2 separate regions of the Cricetulus griseus genome follow, and region 1 is linked to region 2. The links are chromatin contacts, called in public Hi-C maps. All regions are on one chromosome and are shown on one strand. The core of a region is the stretch at or near the end of the contact, and the rest is flanking DNA. Distances in the headings are between cores, read along the strand shown. Region 1 has its middle 130 kb from the start of Frmd6. Region 2 holds the start of Frmd6 (FERM domain-containing protein 6).

Region 1 (3,870 bases), core at 117-2,616, 130 kb after region 2:
GTACAGTGGAGACCAACAAAGAGACCCTATTTCAAAGGAGATAGGTCAACACCTGAGATGGTCCTCTGACTGCCACACGCATGCTCGCCACACACACAAACACACAGAGAAACAATTGCCTACATAGACAGACAAAACATTTGAATACACCTTTCTTCAAAAGAGATATGTGAAGGCCGAGTGAGTACATCAGCCAGTGCTCAATGCCATTCATTCCAATGGAAATGCAAACCAAAATCACGATGAGCTACCACTCTGCATCCATCAGATTGCTTGAAATCAAAAGCTGGCGAATTGTGTTGACAAGGACATGAAGTAACTGGAGCCCTTGTATTCTGCTGGTGATACTGTCAAGTAGCCACTGTGAAAATTAGTTTGGCAGTTCTTCAAAATGTAAAACACAGAGTTTCAGTACAACCTAGCAATTTTATCCCAAGATAATTGAAAGCATATGTCCACACACAAAGATGTGTCTACAAATGTTCAGAGCTACATTAAGAAAATAGTGGAAACAGCCTAGACATCTGTCACGTGATTAGGTAAGATACGGTGATGTGTATTTACACAATGGGAGTTTATTCTTAGTTATTCATAACAGAGAAGGTAGTACTGGTCCTTGCTATGGCGCAGATGACCCTGGATTGTTTAACCAAATGAAAGAAGAGAGTCACCAAGGACCACACAGGTCAGAACAGCAGATCTATAGACCAAGCAGCCAGCAGCTTAGGGAAGGGGCACAAATGTTCAGGATTGCTCAACAGGTCAGAGTTTCATTTAGATGTTGTGTGTGTTCTAGAAAGTGACCGTGATGTTGGTTGCCCTCCTCTGTGACTACACTAAAACGACTGTGTTCTTGAATGTTTAAAGGTGGTGGACTTAAAGTATACAAACAGCAATTCAATAAGCTATTATTTTAAAACAAGCACACACATCCACAGACACAGACACACCACAAATGGAACTAGAGTATTGATGGACACCTGACCATCAGGCACTGTAGATCATGGAGGAAATGGGTTTCCCTGACCCCAATCAAGAGATTAAAATCTGTTTTCCTTTTCTCCCAGCTCTCCAGACTGTAGATGAGAAGCTGTTCTGAAGATGTTAGACCCCTGTGGTGGGGCATGGATGAGCTCTCCTCACCATGCAAGTACAGCCCCACTGCTCCCTCTGGCCCCTGCAGTAGGACCTTTACTTTCCCTGTGGTTACCCTGGGTCAGCCATACCACATGGAGCTGAGCAGTGTACTGACTGGGTCCAGCGGTCTCTCTCTGGCGAGCACTTGGCGCATGCTCCTAGTCTTATCTGGACTCGCCCTGCTTGACTCACCAAACAAGCAAGGAAGCACAACCTTTTAGGTCATACAATTGACCCTGCTGTTCAGCTGGAGTGTAGGCTTTTGTCCAACTGCTCCCTATCCTGCTTCCTGTGGTGGCAGATAGTGATTTTCCTCATGACAGAGCGGTTATTCACCCATTCTGGAAGACGAGAAACTGCAATCCCCTGTGTTAGAGTCAGGGCAGCAACACTGATATCCTCTTCCAGTAGAATGTTCTAGAAGGAAAAACTCAATAGAGAGACCACTGTATATGGGGAAAGGGAAAGGAGATGGTATTTACACAGACTTGATGCATATCTAGAGTAGGAAAAGTATAAAGGGTTTAAAAAACACACGTCTCAAATCATACCCCTGGGAAGAAGCTCATGGTAGCCAGCACCTATATGCTTTTCCATGAACCTACCTTCATGACAAGATCCAGCTCCCTGCCCAATCAAGAAGCACTCTGTGACTAAGCATTAAAGGCTGGCGACCAGCTCCCATACCATCAGGGCTAGAAGGAGAAAAACCCCTCCTTTCTGAGGAGGTGATTTGGGGCCAGCAGCAGCTGCTTGAGAAGAGGGCTTAGTTGAGCATGTGGTTTGGAAGAGCATAACCAGTGCTGGACCCTTTGGAGTGGACTGTGATCTGCAGCCATTTGTCCTGTGTGGACAAGTCCCCACAGGCAAACAGAATCAGGGACAGGGTGAGGTCCTGGTGCATCCCCGCCATGGACTTGCCGCCTCTGCTGTGCGATGAGCAGGCACTTGCCTGACTCAGTACAGCATCCACTCAACCCAAAGTTGTACAGTAGGCTCTCCTGCTTCCTGGCCAGTGGCCATCACCCTGCTTTGCACAACCCCATACTCCCACTGGTCTCACTACAGTTGACAGAAAAAAAGGATCTGCATTGAGGAAGGAGCACACAAGGGGACAAAACCAATTGAGAGGACTGTGTCCCTGTGCAGGAATGAGCACTCAGGAGGCATGACCTCAGCCAAGACTGACACCCTCAGAAAGTGGAGCTGTGGAGGAAGTGAAGGTGGGTCACAGGCTAGGAAAGAACAGGAAAGCTGAAGACCTGCAATACTACCTTGAGCCCAGGACATTGGCTGGTGGAGTCCATGCTGTGTGCAAACCAGGTAGAAATGTCTGAAAGTGATCATTTCTGAGTTCCTAACTTAGCCAGATGTGGTATAAGGTCAGACACTACTTAGAGCAGAGACAGCCATGATCTGCAAGACCCAGTCAACAAATTATGCCAACAAACATACAAAATAAAATGTTACTAGTGTAAGTCTGGCTGTATGTCAACACTACCACTTAGCTGGAATTGACGAAACTCTGGGCTAATGGTCTCAGGAAAATTAATTTATGCTATCTGGGACAATTCATCCCTGTGCAATGTTGAGCTTGTCTGGAGCCAATGTTTTGTTTTGTTTTTGAGACAGGGTCTTACTGTGTAGGCCTATCTGGCCTGGAACTTGCAATGTAGAACAGGACAGTGTTTTATTTTTAAAGCAACCTTTCTATGAGTTAGACCACTCTAAGAAATCTGTCTTCCACTGATGCCCCTGTTGAGTTATTTGTTATTTTTAGCACCAGAAGCTGGAATCTTATGCAAATGTGGATTATAGTGATACTTCTTTTTCTCTCTGAAAGACTCAGAAATAAAACGTTCCTAGAAATAAATAATTTACTTATAGGCTAAAGACTAATTTTGAAGAAAGTAGTAAAACCCAGAACTTCAATTGCTGTGACTGGGCAGTCATTTTCAAAAAGTAGGCAGTAACAATTTGTTGATTCCACACTAAGGCTCTTAGATGACACAGGAAGTTTTCATTGTTAGGGAGTAAATTCATATAGAAGGGGTTAAATAAACACACACTAAACACACACACACACACATCAATCAACTTCTGTCATGTAATCTCCAGATGAATGGTACCTGCTCCCCCAAAGGAACATACAAGGATTCAGAAACTCATGGAGAACACTCTGAAGACAAAAGAAGGAGCTACTACTGTGTCCGATAAATGGGGCAGGCAAACAAAAGGATGAAGTGATTCTGGGCATCAGTGGAATGATGACCAGACATAGAAGACAAGACATGAAACACAAGCAAACAGCAAATCCCAGCAGACAGCCATTAGTAAAGGGTACGGACTGCAAACAGCAGCTCCCAAACCTGAAAGAGAAGTTTGGATCAGGTTGAGAACATCCGTGCGAAACCCATCCAAAGACATGGAGAAAGTAGTTCTGAAAGTGACCACAGAATAACATCCATATCCTGTCCTTGACTTTGGGTCAATGTTGGTGGCCATTTATATATGAAGGATCTCTTCAGACTCAACAAATTATGCCAACAAACATACAAAATAAAATGTTACTAGTGTAAGTCTGGCTGTATGTCAACACTACCACTTAGCTGGAATTGACGAAACTCATTAGACAGCGATGGCTGTAGTAGCAGCGGGAGTTCAGAGAGGAGCCTCAGAGGCGGGTGTGGGAGCACTTTTACCCTCTGTCCTCAGTTGCTGAAAGCAAGATCA
Region 2 (3,894 bases), core at 493-2,992:
GCCACTAGCAGCTTTCTCCAAAAGCATTCTCTAATCCCCAAACTACACCCTGTGGCAACTGAGGGTATTTTGTGCAAAAACTAAATGTAAGTAGATGCTTAGAACCAGTAAACAAACATCACCAGGTCCAAAGAAAGGAGGGAATCATGCGTGGAAAATCCGGCAAGGTACACTTTCCCTCCACATTCAGAAGTGCCTAGAACCCTTGCGTAAGTTTTCTTTCCCCGCTGTGGGCACTACACAGCTCCCGAGGGCAATGCTAGCAAAACAGACTGGCTGCTTAAATAAATAAATAAACAAAACCAAAAAAGGTGTAAGGGGGCCAATGAGGTAATATTTCTTCCGATACCAGCCGCACAACTGCACGGTCTGAAAAACGGTGCCAGCTTTTATTTCAACTTTAAATGTGCTTGTTTTGACAGCTTTCCATCTATCCCTGCCTTTAAGAAAGCGCCCCACCATTAGGCTATAAGCCATCCTGGAACTCTAAGTGTTGTTTTAGTCCTGTAGACCTCACAGGGGTGGCCCCCAGCTGTCCACATCTCCGCCTTCCCAGAGAAGAGGCTAGTGGTCTCCTTTGCCTGGCGGTGTTAAGTTCCTCCAGAAACCCAAATTCTGCAGGCCTCACCCCCAACCCGTGTATCCCTGAGGCCCCCTTCAGGGGCTTCCCACACTAGGCAATTGCGGGGACACCGGACGACCGCACTGGGGTGCTGCCTTCCCGAAGCCAGCTGCCCGGCCTGCGCACACAACAGGCAATACCGCACAGCGCTCGAACACCCGGCTCATGACTGGTCCCAGCTAGTCAGACGGGGCGCCACAAGCAGGCACCCCACGAACCGGGGTCTCGGAGTTCGGGGCGCAGGATCGCAGCGCCCGGCACCCCCAGCTCCGCGCCTCCCTCACGGCCGCGGCTGCCCCGGGGCCCCAGCCTGGGCGAGCTCCGACTCGCGGAGAGGCGACTTGCCCGCCCGGTGCCCGACGCCCAGAGAGCCCGTGAGAGAAAAGAAAGACGCCGAGAGCGGCACTGCCGGGAATCGCACTTTAGACCAGCAGGGGGCACAGCGGCGGCCGGGGTGCACCGTCCCAGAAAGGGGGCCAGCAGGCCCGCGCCCGCTCCCGCTCCCGCGCGTACCTCCAAAGTCGCCAGCGCCAGGCGTCCGCCTCGGAACCGGCGTCTGCTCCAGCGGCGCCGAGCCTTCTCGCTGCTCGCAGTCCTTCTGCCGCCGCCAGACCAACGCTGCGGCTGCCCCGCCTCCCGCCCCCGCCTTCCGCTCCGCCCCCTCGAGCCCACGCCCACGCCCCGCCTAAGACACGCCCCTCCCTGCCAGAGGTCCCGCCCCTCCCCGAGTTGGAAACCGAGGAGGAGCAGCGGAAGAAGCCTAGAGCTAGGGATCGCGGCCGCACGTGGAGCGCTGCCCTCCCATCCCCAATCCGCCCCGGACCTAACCAACAATCCCAGGGAGGGGTGAAGCTGCCTGGGGGGTGAAGGAATGCCGGCGACAGCCGTCTCTCTTCTGATCCCCGGATAACCAAGCCAGGCTCAAATGGAATGCATAGAGTGGACTCTGGTTTTGCATGCCTTTTCCCGGTGCGACGGAGGCCAGGGCGCGAGGGTAGACTGTCTGCTCCCCCCTCCGTCTGAATGGTCCACTTCTCCACTCTGCCCCCGCACCTCCAGCCCCCTTGCCGCACCCTAGTAGGCCTAGACGGGTTACCTGTGGGTGGCTGTTTGACCTGAGTTCCCGCTCGATAATTCGGAACAAACAGGGGCGGCCACTCCGAGAGGAGGCGGCCCCCCAGTGGAGGAGGCTTCGTGACTCCTCGGTCCCCTCCTGTCCCGCTCCCACCTCGCCCTTCACAGCTTTATCCTGCATTCAGGATGTGGGCGCGGCCCAAACCCATCCGCCCCCGCTCAGTCTGTCTCTCCAGGTTGACACAGCCTCTGCCTATGGCCCTCAAAAAAAACCGATGTTTGCCCTAGGTGAAGGTGGCCCGCGCGGCCGCGAGTGGTACAAAAGGCAGCAAGAAATGATTTCATTAGCCCTAAAGACCCCAGTAGAGCGTGGAGGTTTCCTTGGCTCCTTTAGTCGTCAGGTGGAGAAGTGAAGTCCACTTGTCTATTTTGCACCCATTTGGACCTGCAGCGGAGACTGGCAGGGTAGGGAGAGCGACCCCAACTGGCCATGAGGCTTGCCACCCACAGAACTACACACTGTTTTGTGTTCTGTGGGCGTTGCTGCTCTAATGAGGGGGCGGTCTGTGTGTCTGGCTTTGCCAGGTAGGTGCAGAGACCCGAGAAAGAATACTTGATACTGGGCAGAAGAAGCTTTGAACTCGTCCTTTTTTTTCCCGATCCATACATAGCTATATAAAGCTATCTGTTATTGACTGAATAGACGACGTTCCTTATCTGTGTGATTGTTTGAATAGCCAAAGGTGGTCTAATTTAGGGTTCCTTACAGATGCTTGAGACAGCTTCTGTCTTAGGATTTCTATTTCTGTGATTAAACACCATGACCAAAAACAAAGGATTTATTTCAGCTTACAACTCTCAGGCCACACACTTTGTCACCGAAGAACGTCAGTGCAGGAACTCGGTGCAGAAACCCGGTGTCAGGGCTTGGATAAGTGTTGCTTACTGGCTTGGCTCAACTTGCTTCCTTAAAGTAACCAGGACCATCAACCCAGGGGTGGCACACATGTGAGCTGTGCCCTCTGACATCAGCCATCAATTAATAAAATGCACCAAAGGCCAATGTGGTCAGGGGCATTTTCTCAGTTGAGGTTCCGTGTTCTTCCCAAATGACTAGCTTGTGTCAAGTTGACATAAAGACTAAACAGTACACCCCCTCAAAAGCCTTTCCTGTTTGGAGAGCATGAATATTAAGCATTGTGATCGCATACCTTTTTCTCAGGCAGTTCCTAGGAAAATCACTCTCAGAGCTTACAGTTGTGGCTTGTTTATGGAAAGCAAAACCAAAGTGTGTTTCAATAAAAAGCCTTTCACTGTCATATTAATAAAAAATACTAGTTAACAGTAGTGAATTGTTGATGTCTTGTATTGTGTTTAAAGTAGATAACGGGTCAGAGAAGTGGCTTATGAGTTAAAAGGCACTGGTGCCCAAGTCTGACTACAGGACCCACCTGCTGGAAGGGGAAAACCAACTCCTAGAGGTTGCCTCTGGCTTCTCCATGAGCATGGGAGCAAAAGACCTTTTATCTCACTTTTTATACTTACGAAGGATGGGTACTTGTTGGGTATTAGTAATAATTTATTTGGTATTTAATGAGATAAACCAGCATTTATTGTATATGATAAATGAGAAACATATTACTGTTTTGGAAAAGAGTTCCTAAATATGATTTATTTTCAGGTTTCATATATTAAAATCCATCAGAGAAAAAAACAACAACATACTGCTAGATTGTGAAACTTAACTGCAACTATTGAAACAATTAGGTAACCAAAAGAGCAAAATATTCTAAAAAGCTTTAAAATGTTTAAGATTGAATTTATTGTCCAGGATTAGATTGTGGTAAGACTTAATATGTGAATTTTTTTTTCTGAATTGTAATGGCCATATTAACAGCGTGAACCACACAGTAATCACACTCTTACATGATAAATTTTGTAAACTACTTCAGACTTTGTAAATCAGTTTTATAAATCCCTGCAACATAAAATGCCAGAAGAGTTGCCCTGGAAGCAACACACAATCCACTAAGGATAGAAAGGGGACTGAGAAAGGACACATTTCTTATCACGGGATATGGTTTTTAATATGCTTGTTACAGTGAGGAATGCAGTTCTGGGTGTAGTCTGGTTTTCTCCTTTGAGATGGAGATCTAGTTTATTTTCACTGGTACAAGGAGATGTTTCTCTAAAGTGGA

Evidence for each region. Hi-C and Micro-C count contacts between places; a contact is called where the count stands out from the background.
Region 1: a Hi-C map of the CHO-K1 cell line shows a contact between it and region 2, with 2.2 times the contacts expected there. The contact joins the enhancer-like site here to the promoter of Frmd6 in region 2. A contact is called at or near these places in 3 of 8 Hi-C or Micro-C datasets (the CHK-Q cell line, the CHO-K1 cell line and fibroblasts).

The regions. Positions count from the first base shown.
Region 1 is chr5:132,685,260-132,689,129 of CriGri-PICRH-1.0, forward strand. No RefSeq gene overlaps it. Among named protein-coding and RNA genes, the nearest start is that of Frmd6, 130 kb to the left of the region's middle. Within about 2 kb of position 1,367, at least 3 of the 6 cell types and tissues checked have open chromatin away from gene starts, as enhancers often do. A contact at or near this core is called in the CHO-K1 cell line and fibroblasts, where this site is marked.
Region 2 is chr5:132,551,706-132,555,599 of CriGri-PICRH-1.0, forward strand. It overlaps Frmd6 (FERM domain-containing protein 6), which reads right to left and starts at 1,743. Exons shown (of 14, transcript XM_035445933.1): 1 at 1,719-1,743.